Regions from separate parts of the Sus scrofa genome. Here region 2 is linked to region 1. Evidence: chromatin contacts called from public Hi-C data. All regions are on one chromosome and are shown on one strand. The core of a region is the stretch at or near the end of the contact, and the rest is flanking DNA. Distances in the headings are between cores, read along the strand shown.

Region 1 (7,464 bases), core at 2,719-5,218:
ACACAGGATCCCAGCCACATCTGTGACCTACACCACAGCGTGGGGTAATGCTAGATCCTTAACGCACTGAGCAAAGCCAGGGATCGATCTCGAATCCTCGTGGATACTAGCTGGGTTCTTAACTTGCTAAGCCACAATGGGAACTTGTGCTAAAATTTATCTCTAACTCCAAAGTCAGAACTTGAGGAGCTTTCTCGGTCTCTTTCAGACATATCTGAGTGGCCCTATGCACAGGTTCCCAGCTTAGGTTAAACAGGGCGATACTTTACCTTTTGTTTTAGCTCTTACTGTAACAAGTGTCTATTTAGAACCATGTGTTTTGCTTTTTGGGTGAACTGGCTGTTCAAAATGGCTGCCGAGGATGGTGTTTAAGTGCTATCTAGTGTTCCTAAGCCCAAGAAGGCTATTATGTGTCTCATGGAAAAAATATGTTAGATAAACTTAATAGTGCTGCTGGCCAGGTGTTCAAATGAATGAATCAACGATATATTTATTAGATATCTTTAAACAGAAACAGAAATTTTAAAAGGTTATAGATTGATTGGTTGATGAAAACGCTGTGACCAGAAGCTTGCAGGAAACTAAGTCTGTTTTCCCCCAGAAGCAACAGTTCAGTATTCACTAATTCAGTGTTTGTGATGACTTTATAGAATGTACCTATTGAGAATAGTAAGAATTGACTTAGATCCCTAATCGTTTCCACATTAATATGAGATTTTTTTGCCTTATACTCTGGTTCCAACATTATTATTAGTTTCTGAATTTTAAGTGCATTGTAATTTAAAGTGCTATTTCTTTTCAGTCCTTTTTATGGAAAGGGAAAATACTGTGTGTAATTCAATTAAATGCTACAAAAAATGTGTTTCAAATTTGTTCAACTTTACTGTGTTTCTGTTCAAAGAGGCGCTCATAAAGTCACTAATATTGTTTGCATGAGCTGTGACATAAATGCTAATGTATACTCTATTACCAAAAGAATTAGTTTCTTTACAGTCATATAACACCTATCATGAAAAAACCCACCCCCTTTTACTACTTAGAACCAAACATCATAAACCTCAAAGAATTAGGGTTTGGTAGCTTCCTTTGAAGAAAAGACTGTAACCTTCTTATTTAGTCAAGTGAATCTAAGTCAACCGTCTTTGGAAAAAGGCCCCTTTTAAGTGAACCTGCCCTGCTAGCAGCTACTGCAAAAGGAGCTGCCCTGTTTAGGTGAGTCAGTGTAGCATAGTGGCTTTCAAGGAAGAAGGATCTGGAGATAAATCCCAGTCAATTACATAAAAGAGGCCAACACACAGAGTGGGGCCACCGGAAATTACAGCAGGCTAAGGCTGAGAGTAAGTAGAAGATAAGGAAGCACAGGAAGATAGAAGAAAATAACAAGCTACATGGTAGCCAAACAAAAAGAAGCTCACACTGGAGAATAGCTAAATAACTTAGATGCCAGTGAGAATCATATTCCTATGCTGAATATCCTGAAGTCACAGAAAAGCCTTCCATAATTTTTGTTTTTAAGACTATCTTGGTCCTCCTGATATAGCTGTGTGCTGATGAGGTTGTTTTCTTTTGGCGACACTGTTTTCCTAATCCCATGAGCTACAACATTTGAAGTGGCTTACCCCAGAGGTTGGAAAATCAAGTGGAGAATATAAGAGAGTCCAAGAGGGTGGGAGTAGGGGAGTTAGTTGCTAAACAAATTAAGGTTCTTTCAAGCCCCCAAAGGCCATGATTCTGAGCTGTGATCCTACCTAATGATTTCTTCGAGGTAACACAAATCCCCATAAATTTACCATCACTAAGCTGTAGTTCCTTTTATAGCCCTAAAATGATCCTTTCAAACAGGTGTGCCCTAGTTCCACTATTCTAAGTTTTCATGAACATCCTCATTTTAGCTTTATGACTTCACAGATTTCAACAATAACTTTTCTTAAGGCTCATTTCCAGAATGTGGAGTCCTTATGAATTTCCTATCTTAAAACACCCAAGCCCCCCAGGACTTCTAACTCAGTGTTATCCATTGACTGCACCTAGGATAGCTTTCTCTTCGCATTAACACCTATTATATTCTTTTTAAAAGGCTGGTCTTTTTTTTCCATTATACTAATGTACCGTAATTAATATTTCACCAGTCCTTCTTAATGGACCTTGGGTTGTTCTCAATTATTTACTATTACATACAATGCTATGAGTCAACATGTTTTCACACACGTGTGTGTTAAGTATGTAAGAGCAACTAAACTATCACTGGATCATTTTAAGTTGGTACTTTCAGAACTGTTCCGAGCTTAAATGTCTTTCAAGAGGAACAAAGACTAGAAAGTGCTCAAGCTCTTGTTGCCGATGCAAAACAGTTAACAATAAGTAGCTTTCCATTAAATACAGATCAAGGACTAGCAAAATTTCGGTTTCTTTTAGTGCGGAGATAATGACAAACCAGGACCCAAGAGAGTGCATGTAGCATGATGCTTTTGATAATGTTCACCTAAAAAGGAATGACTGCGGAAGAAGAGCAATTAGGAAAATGGAGAAATTATCTCTTTTTCGGAGAGTCTCTTATTAGCTTGAGACTAGATCTTAAAGGGTACCCAAGCCAAGAAACACACTTTTTGATTACTGAGGACTTTCAGACACTCGATTAGGAGGTGAAGAAATAATAAATGCCTAACAGGTGAAGCTTTGAAATTTCCGTTTGATTCTTTAATATTCCCAGTTTCCAAAAGCTCAAAGATCATGACATACGTTTTAAAAATATTATATATGGGTCCATACTTTAAAAAAGAGAAAGAAAAACCCAGTAAATGCCACAACTCCTGCCTACTTCAAAATCACTCCACCCATCTGCCCAGCCGGCGGAGGGAGACCCGAGCAGCGCCGGGGCCGTACCTACGGGGCCGCCCCGCCTGCCGGCCCGCACTCGAACTCTAGGTCCGGGGTCGGTCTGCGGGTCGGCAACGGCAGCAGGGGGAGGGCGAGGCCGCCCGGGCCGGGAAGGAGGGGTTTCCCAGGCTGCCCCGGACGACCAGCGGCCGTCCCTCGCGGCTCTCACCTCAGCTCTTCGTCAACACTCCTGCCGGGCTGTTCGGCCGAGGCCACCATAGAGGAAGTCGTAGAACTCTTGTTCTTCAAGATCCCCTTGATGGGCCGGTGCGAGGCCGTCGAGGCCGCCATTGCCCGCCGCTCCGGCGGTCGGCTCAGCGTCGCTGCTTAGCGTTGGGTCCAGGAAGGAAAAGGCTGGGCGCGAGCAGAGACTCGCCAGGCAGCCGCCGAGCCCGCTTGGGGCTGAAGCGGCTGCACCTGCTGTCGCGGAGACACCCACCAGAATCGTTGTCACGACACGACTCGGACGCTCAGGCGTCTCGCCGACCCCGCGTGGCTGGCGGCCCTTCGCGCGCCCTTGTCCACCGGCACTTTATCCGTGGCCCGCGGAATGAAGGCGGCCTAGCGCCACAGCGCCGGAGCGACGCCGACGCCGAAGCCAAGCGGGCCCGCCCTCTCGCGATATCTAGGGCGGGGCGGGGGCGGGGCCAGAACAATGCCAACCTCCTCGCCCCGCCCTCTCTGGTCTGCTGGGTGGGCTCGCCCCTTCCGCGGAGTTGAACCCAGGAGCTGTTTCAAAGAACCTTGGAGAGGTTTCTGGCGTGAGTCGTTACAGAGTTGTGCATCTCTCTGAAGCTCCCTCGCTCCCACCAGTTCATGAGGTTCATATTGTTTTATTTCTGTATTTTATAGATCTGAAAATTGAGGCTCGAAAGTGACATCATTCTCCCAAAATATTGACTTTGAGAGAAATGGAGTTTCTTTCCGTTTAACTAGCATAAAAAACTGAACCCTCCATTATAAACTCATGAAATATCAGCATTGGATTGGTCCTTAGAGACGTATTGTGAGATCGTATTGACTTTTGTGAAGTCATAGAACATCAGCTTTGAAATAATCCAACTTCTTCTTACCATTGGAAAAGCTGAAGGATAGAGGAAGTGACCTGACCACTGCTGTCACACAACCTATCTTTAAAGTGTCGTCATAGAACTTGAAACTTCTTCTAGTCTGATATTTCCCCATTTTACCACCTTCTCCCTCTTTGTTGGTAATCCCATGGAAGGTATCTATGGCAGGAATTCCTAGAATTGTGGTTTATAACCTGTCTCCCCCCACATCTTGGGAACTCTTTGTAGCATAACCAGCTGTCTAACACTGGCTGAAATAGGCCAGAAGCCTTAGGAACTATCTAGCTCTTAATAAGATGAGTCCCAAATGAGGAAAAAGAGGGCAGAGGCAACAACTCTCTGGCACACACTCTCCCCAAGTTCTCTCTGCCTGAGTGTGAATGAAAGATACCAGGGAAGACTTTGATGAAAGCGAAGAGACCTCAGGCTCTAGGGTGTCAGGATGTGTTGGTTTCCTGGTTGCGGGTGCTGTGGCTCTAGTAAGGAGAAGTGGATTCTTGAAAAGGACAGGAATTTGAAGCTCTGGGAACAATCTCAGAACTAGGCTGTATCTAAAGTCAAGCTGGGGTCGGGGGGAGGGGGTGTTTACTCCAGCCACCCAGGCTCTCTGCATGCAGCACTCACACTGAAGTTGTACAGGTGGGAAATGTGGAGGTCTCAGAGATTTAAGCAAGTCGCCTTCTGTTATGGGTTGCATCATGTCTCCCTAAAATTAAGCTATGTTAAATCTCTGACACTCAGTACCTCAGAATGTAAACTTGTTTAGAAATAGTGTCAATGTATATATATATATTTTTTTTTTTTTTCTGGTCTTTTTAGGGCCACATCCATGGCATGTGGAAGTTCCCAGGCTAGGGGCTGAATAGGAGATGCAACTGCTGGCCTACGCCACAGCCACAGCCACACGGGATCCAAGCTGTGTCTGCGACCTCTACCATAGCTCACTGCAATGCCAGATCCTTAACCCTCTGAGCAAGGTCAGGGATCAAACCTGCATCCTCATGGGTACTAGTCATATTCATTTCCACTGAGCCACAAAGGGTACTCCATGGAGATCTAATTGGTTAAGATGAGGCTGTACTGGAGTAAGGTGGGCCCCTAATCTAAAATGACTGATGTCCCTATAGGAAGAAGGCCATGTGAAGACAGAGGATTGGGGTGATGCATCTACAAGCCAAGGGCCACCTGGGGCTAGCCAAAGGTGGCAAAAGCATGGAAAAGACTTCCTTTAGTGCTCTCAGAAGGAACCAATCCTGCTGACACCTTGATCTTGGACTGCTAGTCTCCAGACTGAGAGACATTACATTTCTATTGTTTAAAACCACCCAACGTGTGGTTCTGTGATGGCAGCTTTATATACCCACCCACCTCCCCACCCCCACCCCCAGCTCCTACCCTTAGTCCCCAACCCCCTCATCACCAGGCTCTTTCCCATCACCCCTTCCTTGGTCAGGCTGCCTCATAATCCTCATGACAGGCCAGAGCAGAGCAGACTAGTCCATCCAGAATTGCCACCTCCGGTGGACCAGCCCCGGTGGATTCACAGACTACCATTTTGGGAAGGGACCTTGTCAATCCTACCAGGTAGCTAACCAGTCTCTTCTCCAACAACTTCAGTGGCCAGGAGCTCACTACCCCACAACACAACTCATTTTATCTTTGGGCAGCTCTGACTCAGAAAGTTCTTCCTTAGATTGAACTGACACCTGTTTCCTAGCCTGGTCTGGCCTTTGATGTAGGGGGTGGGAGAAGAGAAGGTGGAGGTACTTTAACTTCCCCCCATGGCAGCGATCTCACAAAAATCTCCTACTCCTTCACCCCAAATGTCCTCTCCCTTAACACAGGGTCTGTGCCTTGAGCAACACTCAGCTCATTGCTTTAGAACTCTGCTCCTCAGGAACGATTGCAGGGTTCCTGAAAACGACTCTGTTTTTATTGCCTGGCCCCCGGTTTGTAGCTGAGTTCCTGGTATGGAACAAGGCCTCAGGAAAGGCAAGATTGCTGAATGGAGACAATGGAGGGGGAAGTGAGCAGGAAGTGCAGGAAGGCGACAGCTTTGCTAGTCAGCACTGCAGGTATTCTCCAAGGATCTCCCCAGGCAGAGGCCTTCACAGCCCCCCTTGGCTCCTCCCCCTCCTGGCCCCACTTCTGTTCCTAGCCACAGGTCTTCCACTGCCCAGTGGTTCTGATGTCATACCCTGGCAGTCCCTGCCAAGCTCCTGGGAGAGAGAGAGGGTTCTCTTTGAGGGGGAAGCTGGACGGCCGTCTCCCTTCCTGAGTTCTTTCCATCCAAGTTTCCAACACCTGCATTGCCTCTTCTGCCTTGTCAGCAGGAGCCCAGTTCAGTGGCGGTAATCCTGTTTTCAAGAGAATACACAAAACTTCCTTTCATGTTGTAAATTACTGGGCAGATTTGCTTGGTTCCTGCTTGGGGCCAGCAGTCATCTCCCTGGACCTAACTGTGACTTGGCTTTCAATTAAGCACTGCCTTGCTTTGAGGCGCTAATGAAAGGCGCTAGCAGAGTATGACATAATGTGTTTTGTTACAGTTAATAAAATAAAAAGCATCAGAACAGGGAGTGGTATAGAGTTCTCTGAAGAATTTTGAAAAAAAATTTCCATTATCAAAAGTCAAACTTTTGCCTCATATTATTTCTCCACTCCCAGCCCCACTAAAAGTGAATGTAGATGAAGAGGACTGTCTTCATATGTAAAAAAATGAATGAAATATTAGTTTGACTGCAAGATTATGAGTGCCAGTACATCTTTTCTTTGCATTTTAGAATAATTGAGGGAGTTCCTGCCGTGACTCAGCAGTAACAAGGTGGACTAGTATCCATGAGGATGTGGGTTCAATCCCTGGCTCCACTCAGTGGGTTAAGGATCCAGCATTGCTGTAAGCTGTGGTGCAGGTCACAGATGCGACTTGGATCTGGCGTTGCTGTGGCTGTGGTGTAGGCTGGCAGCTGCAGCTCCAATTTGACCGCTAGCCTGGGAATTTTCATATGCCATGGGTGCAGCCCTAAAAAGACCAAAAAGAAGAATTGAGTCACTTTATAACTTAGTGTTGCCCAAAGAAGATTTCCAAATGCTTCTAAACACAGCTCCTCTCCTATACCTCTGCTGAGATCCTCTCTTACAGGAAGTCGTTTGAACCAAACAGCCCAAGCATTGAATTTGGCTGAATTTGTATTATATTTCCTGTGTGTTGAGGGTTTGGCTGCCAAGAGATGGATTGTGGATGGAATCTTCCATTCCGGTTTCAGTTTCTGGAGGTAGATATTGAGCTCAAGGCAAATCATAATATTAAAAATATATACAAGTTTAAGAATTATTTGTATTTCTGCTCTCCTTTTTAAGACTTCATCATGGCTGCCTGATTCAATGCTATGTGTAGAGAGGAAGAGAAGAGACATCAGTTGTATCTCCTTATGTGGCTGAGCCAGTTGGCTCTCTGCTCTTTGGAGTAGGCAATATCACTTGGTTGCTCACCAAGAACAGGCGAGAAATGGCTTCC
Region 2 (7,464 bases), core at 2,599-5,098, 73 kb after region 1:
CCTCTTCTCTTGACGTTGCCCAGGGTTTCTCAACATCAGCCTTAATGATCTTTTGGGTCAGATTGTTCTAATGTGGGAGAATGTCCTGTAAGTTCTGCAGGATATTTAGCAGCATCTCTGGCCTCTGACCACCAGTAGCCACACCCAATCATGGCAATCAAAACCACCTTGAGATGTTGCTGAGTGTCCATTTGGGGCAACCCCGCCTTGCTCCATTGAAAACCATGGATGCAGCCCTTTTCCCCCAGGATCTGAAGGCACTCATGTGCAATCTTTCTGGCAGCCTCCTAAGCATTTTCATTTCTACAGGGTGCAAGAGAACCACAACTTTAGCATGTTCTCATCCTTCCCTAAGCTCTGGGTCTTGCCCTTTGGGATCAACACCGATCCTGTGGGGGCCTCTGGGCACCTTTGTGCAACCCTTTTTGGGAAGAGCCAGCTCTAAGTCAGGACACACAACTTGGATTTCAGTCCCCATTCATCAGCTCTATTGGACCTTTATGTGCAGTGCACAAGCCATACAACCGTATATGGTAGCCCTGGACACACACTTCCTTTCGGCTACTAAACACGGATGGAGGCCAATGAATTATTCTTCTGAAACCAAAACAGCCCTTTCCTCTCAACGTATCCATAGCTGAGGTGATGTGCATCCATGGGGGTGAGGTGTAGAGAGGCACCTTTTTGCTTCTTAAAGCATTAGGTTGTCCTTGCTACAAGTAGTTGATCTAGTAGCAAAATGTGGCCATCTGTGCAGGGGAGGAGACCTGACCAGAAGGAGAAGGAGAAGGAGACCATACTGTGAAAATGTAGGTAGAACTAGAAAATATCCAGGGTGAAAATGCCATTGACAGATGACCAGAGAAATTGATGGCCCATACTTGGCGACAGTTTCTGAGACGTTGTGTGACAGGAGTCCCAGAGACTGTCAAAAGGAAATCTGACTACACTTTTGATCTTGGAAGAAGCCACCCCTAGAGGGGTTTATGTAGCTTGATCTTGACCCTGCATAACTTGTGCAGTCAGCCTGCAGTGCTATAAGCACTGGCATTTTAGAATGATACTTAAAATGCTGTCTAGAAATGTTAGTGTACTTAGAAGAAGTTAATAGCATTTTTTATTTGGCTTGTTACTGTGAGAATGTTTGGGCAGAATATGATTTGTTTTCCAAATTCTACTTTGAGCCAATTTTTTTCCACAGCATAGGCCTGACCCTCCTCACAGAATCACGCATATTCAAGATATAGCCTTGGACTCTAAACCAGATAATTCATGTAGCCACATCTGTCTTTCTCACAGATGATTTTTTGATGTTATTAGTAAGCAGCAAACATCTTGAGAAAGGAATGGGTTCCCTTCTTGAGTACAGAGCCCCCAGTATGATGACTAAAAAAAAAGTCTGGCTACTTAGTTACTTGTGGCATTTAAAAGTAAAACAAATGCTATGGCAGCAAAAGCCCTGCTGACAGAAGCTTCGTCCTGAAATTCAGGCACCTGCATGTTCATGACACCATTCACCGTGTGAGCTAATGACTGCAGGAAAGAATTAGTTTGCCTCTGGTTACCTCTGATTGCCATCAGCTATGACAGTAAACAAGGCAGAAGGACCAAATGATACCTGTGGGAAGCTCTATAAAAGGGCCTGGGAAACACTTTCAATTGAGGACACACGAGAAAAAAAAAATCAACTGGGAGTCACACTGATAAAAGGTACACTGACTTAAATAAGTCAGCAGAGCAGGACAAATTAAAATGACAAAGCAACATCACTTTACATGGATTAGATTGGCAGATTTAGAAAGAGGAGTATCACCAGGTGTTGTGGGCTGTGGCTTATGGGAAACCTGAAATTCCCAATTCCTGTGGAGGGAGGCCCATGCGTCCATGTGAGAGAGTCAGGATTTAGTCCAATCAAATCTTAGAATTCCTAGGCTGAATTCCTAGAAGAAAACCTAAGCCAAATTTCTAGAAGAAAACCTAAGCCAAAATCTTTGAGACCCTGGGTTAGGTCAATTTTTTAGGACACAAAAAATATGAGCCATAAAAGAGAAATTATCAATTGGATTTCATCAAATTTTAAAAATTTGCTCTTCAAAAAAACGTTGTTAAGAAAATGAAAGACAAGCCGCAGACTAGGAAGTAAATACCAGCAAATATATCTGATGAAGGTCTTATACACTAAATATATAAAGAACAACTATAGTAAAGAAATAGACAAAAGAATAAACAAACACTTCCTCAGAAGTTACATGAAAGACTGATAAGCACATGAAAAAATGTCATTAGTTACTAGGAAAATACAATTAAAATTGCAATGAGGAGTTCTCATGGTGGCTCAGTGGAAATGAATCTGACTAGCATCCAGGAGGACACAGGTTCAATCCCTGGCCTCGCTCAGTGGGTTAAGGATCTGGCATTGCCGTGAGCTGTGGTGTAGGTCACAGATGTGGCTCGGATCTGATGTTGCTGTGGCTGTGGCATAGGCAGTGGCTATAGCTCTGATTGGACACCTAGCCTGGGAACCTCCATATGCCATGGGTATGGCCCTAAAAAGACAAAACAAAGTAATGAGATATTACCATTTACCCACTAGAATGGTTAAAATTAAAAAGACTTGCCATACCAAGTGTTAGCATGTGGAGCAATGGAATGTCTTAGACATTGCTGGTGGGAATGCAAAATAGTGTAGCCACTTTGGAAAGCAGTTTCACAGTTTCATCTAAGGTTAAACACACATAGGCCATATGACCCAGCAATTCCACTCCTAGGTATTTACCCAAGAGAAACATACATTCACATAAAGACTTGCTACATGAATGTTCACAGCAGCTTTATTCTTATCGACCCATATTGTAAACAACCCTAATATCCATCATCTGGTGACTAGATGAATGTGCTGAATACTACAAAGAGTGATAAATCCATAGGGTGGAAAACTACTCAATCAAAAAGGAATGAAATACAGACACCCACCAGAACAGATGAATCTCAGAAACATTATGCTAAGTGAAAGAAGCCAAGTGCAAAAACTACCTGTTGTTTCATTTATATGACATTCTCGAACAGGCAAAACAATAGTGACAGCAAGCAAATCAGTGGTCGCCAAGTGCCAGGGGGTGGGGGAAGGGACTCACTGCAGAGGGCAGCAGGAAACATGAAATGCTCTGTCTTGGGCTGGTGGTGGCCTCCCAAATGGATACATTTGACAACTGAAAATGAGTGAATTTTATTACATGTGTATATTGTATCTCAATAAAACTGATTAAAATATAGATACACAAGATAATGCTACCAGAAAAAAAATAAGCTAGAGGAAGGTTGAGTGTTGATGGGTGAGGAGTGGGAAACAAAGAGAAAATGACAGAGAACCAGAAAGGAAAGACAAAGACACCAGAGATGCAGACAGACACATAAACACAGGGGACAAATCAATCAGCAACAGAGACACATGCAGAGAAAAATAGTAGGAAAGAAAGAAAAAAGGAATAGAAACTCTCAGAAGAGGTGACAAACAATGATAGAATACTATTTGCTATTGCTACCTTTTGGAATGTCAACATGAAAAATAAATGCTGTTACAGTTTTAAAACTACAGATAGGCTCATATAAATTTGAACCTGTACAGTTCTCAGCACTAGAAAGGACCTTGTAGGTTAGCTGGTCAGCCTCTGACACGGAGCAGGACTCCTCTCTGCAGCATCCCCAAAGCATGGAATATGGGCTCTTTCACCTTATCATGTGGGACAAACGTGCTCAGATGTCACCCGGCAGCAGCGGGGTCCAGTGTCCGGCAGCAGTGGCTCTGAGGATGAGCTGGGATATTCCCTCCCAGCTTCTATCCCATTTCCATCTGTGTGGGCTGCCTGCTCCACTTGAGTTATTTGTAGGCTGTGGTCCTATGTCCCTTTGAATCCTCTCTCTCCCAAGTTAAACATTTCCTGTTCCTTTAACTTTCCTCACTCTGTAAGTTTCCCAGGCCCTCAGGCATCCTACCCCACACCCCCTCCCCTCCCTTACTCCCCCCCTCCTTGAGATCTGGCTTGTCAGTGCTCCCTGGGGAGTGCGGTGCCACCATGTGGCAGCGTTGAGAAACTGATCGCATTTCTCCTCTAGGGCACATGGCTTTTAGTAATGCAGTCTAAGCTTCATCCAAAGCTCTCCCAACCTTTGTTGACAAATGACTTTCCAAATTGGGAAATATATCAGATATATAAAAAGCATTGGGTAAAATAATCACCTAATCACCCACCCCTCTGCTTTGGCCATCTAATATGATGCCACATTTGCTTCAGATTTTTAAAGTCACCTTTTCAGAAGTTCCTGTTATGGATCAGCAGAAACGAATCTGACTAGCATCCATGAGGATGCAGGTTCGATCCCTGGCCTTGCTCAGAAGGTTAAGGACCCTGGCCTTGCTCAGTGGGTTAAGGATTGCCGTGGCTGTGGTGTAGGCCAGCAGCTACAGCTCTGATTCAACACCTAGCCTGGGAATCTCCATATGCCTCGGGTGTGGCCCTAAAAAGACCAAAAAAAAAAAAAAAAAAAAAAAAGTCATCTTTTCAGCCACATGTGCTTGAGATATTATAGCTACAACTGATGCCCCCTAGGTTCCCCTCTCACGTTCCTTTCCCACTCTACCCTGGAGAAGCCATTATCAGAACTCCCTGTTAATCTTTCCTATGCATGCTTGTGTACAATCGAATGCATGAATCAGAAAATAATACATAGCATTGTTTTTTTGGGGGGAGGGTGTCTTTTTTTGGGGGGGGGGCTGCACCATGGCATATGTAAGTTCCTAGGCTAGGGGTCAAATCAGAGCTGTAGCAACAGCAACGCCAGATCCAACCTGCATCTGCAACCTACATTGCAGCTCATGGCAATGCCAGATCCTTAACACACTGAGTGAGGCCAGAGATCAAACTCCCATCCTCATGGATGATAGTCGGATTTGTTACTGCTGAACCACAGTGAGGATGCCTATATAGCATTGTTTTACATGAAGTTTCCAACCTCAAATAAATTGTGACACTATATGTATTTTTCTATAACTTTTCAGATTTGATTCATTTTTACTACCATTTAGCAATCAGTTGAATTTTTTACAATGTGTTTATTCATGCCCTGGCGATGGTCATTTAGGTTGTTTCCAACTTTCCAATACAGACAATGTTGCATGAACACTGCCAACACTGTTGACTCCTTGTGCGCCTGTGCGGGAGTCTCTCTAGGGTCAGTAGCTGTGACGGGAATGGTTGAGTCATGGCATGTGTGCATCTCTTCCTTTGCTAGTCATTGCACATTTACTTGTTTAACCATCTGATTCATGCTAGGCTCATGGCCAGCTAACATTATCATATAAACACCTATCAAGCCCATTATGTTTTGTTTTTAAAAAGCAACATTGGGAGTTCCTGCTGTGGCACAGCAGAAACGACTCCAACTGGTATCCATGAGGATGAGAGTTTGATCCCTGGCCTCGATCAGTGGGTTGGGGATCCGGTGTTGCCATGAGCTGTGGTGTAGGTTGTAGATGTGGCTTGGATCCTGTGTTGCTGTGGCTGTGGTATAGGCTGGCAGCTGAAGCTTCGATTTGACCCCTAGCCTGTGAACTTCTACGTGCCGTGGGTGCAGCTCTAAAAAACAAACAAATGAAAAAAGCAACGTCGCACTCACTGAATGGCTCATATATGCAAGACACTGTGCTAGGAACCATGGGCATACAGAAAATTGGAGGTCCTTTGCCTTCAAGGAACTTAACAACTATATGATGGCAAACTGTGGGCAGGGCTTGGTCTATATGTGGAGTATCCTCATTGATGCTAATTATTTATGAAAACCCACTGGTGAGGTGCAGGCTGTGTTATGTGGGAAGGGAAGTGGAAAAGTGAAAAAGGTGACCATGTGCTCCTGCCTGACAATGTCTTTCCTTCAAGCATTTGCTCCCTCATCATTGTTTACCCCTGGGCAGTGCTTCAGTGTTTACAAAATGCTTGCATACATGTTACCTAACTGCTCCTCACTCTCTCCCCCCTGGGAGGCTGAAAGGGCACCTATCATTACCTCACTATAGAAACAAAGGGGCTGGGGCACAAGGGGGAAGAGAACTGTACCCACCATGAGGCCAGAAATGGCAGAGCCCAAGCTAGAACTCAGGTCTCCTGACTCCAATTCGGGGCCTTTCCCCAAATATCACTGACTTCCCAGGAAAACACTTTGGGGGCTCTCTCTCTGTCTGTGCTTATATCAAGCTGAAAGTGAGACACGTTATCAACTAAAGGTCACAACATTAAATCCGGGCCCCCTGACTGGCAAATGCCCTTGACAGCCAGTCAAAGTGCTTCTAGGATCTCCTTTCCCTCTTCCTCTGCAGGTCCTGGTACTCAAATCCCCATGGGAAACAACAATCCCATCTGTGTTTGGAAGCATTTATTTTCTAGAAAACATAATCTTACTACATTTACAAAACTAGGGTACAGACAACAGTAACTACCCACTATCATCCAGTGCATCTCCCCTTTCCCCCTACTGAACCTTTGCTCAGTTCCCTCTCCTGAGTGCCCTCACCTCCATTCCTCCCTATCAGAACCCTACCCATACTCAGAACAAAGTCAGAGGATGGACACCATCCAACCTCAAGACTTACTATAAAGCAACCGCAATCAAGACAGTCTCACCCACATGCCAATGGTCAATTAATCTTAGACAAAGGAGGCGAGAATATACAATGAAAAAAAGATAATCTCTCCAGCAAGCGAGACAACTGCATGTAAATCAATGAAGTTAGGACACACCCTCACACCAGGCCCCCAAATAAACCCAAAATGGCTTATACACTTAAACATAAGACACGACACCATAAAACTCCTGGAAGAGAACACAGGCAAAACATTCTCTAACATAAATTGTACCCAATTTTTTTGTTGTTGTTGTCTTTTTGTCTTTTTAGGGATGCACCCGCAGCGTATGGAGTTTCCCAGGGTAGGGGTCTAATTGGAGCTGTAGCCGCCGGCCTACACCAAAGCCACAGCAACGCAGGATCCAAGCCACATCTGCAACCTACACCACAGCTCACAGCAATGCCAGATCCTTAACCCACTGAGCGAGGTCAAGGATCAAATCTGCAACCTCATGGTTCCTAGTCGGATTTGTTTCTACTGCGCCACAATGGGAACTCCCTGCACCAGTTTTTTATTAGGTCTCCCAAGGCAATAGAAATAAAAGCAAAATAAACTGATAGGAGCTAATCAAACTCACAGCCTTCTGCACAGAAAAAGAAACCATAAACAAAATGAAAAGACAACTTACACAATGGGAGGAAATATTTGCAAACAATAAGACCAACAAAGAGTTAATGTCCAAAATATACAAAGAGCTCATGCAACTGAACAACAAAAAACCAAACAACTCAATTGAAAAATGGGCAGAAGAACTAATGGACGTTTTTCCAAAGAAGACATAAAGATG

Evidence for each region. Hi-C and Micro-C count contacts between places; a contact is called where the count stands out from the background.
Region 2: a contact with region 1 is called in a Hi-C map of embryonic fibroblasts, with 1.9 times the contacts expected there. The contact joins the promoter of APOD here to the promoter of PPP1R2 in region 1. A contact is called at or near these places in 6 of 47 Hi-C or Micro-C datasets (embryonic fibroblasts, fetal heart ventricle, fetal skeletal muscle and 3 more).

What each region holds. Positions count from the first base shown.
Region 1 is chr13:132,485,522-132,492,985 of Sscrofa11.1, forward strand. PPP1R2 (protein phosphatase inhibitor 2) reads right to left here and starts at 3,969. Exons shown (of 6, transcript XM_021070085.1): 1 at 3,047-3,969. The coding sequence starts at 3,168.
Region 2 is chr13:132,558,746-132,566,209 of Sscrofa11.1, forward strand. APOD (apolipoprotein D) reads right to left here and starts at 3,849. Exons shown (of 7, transcript XM_021070086.1): 1 at 3,731-3,849.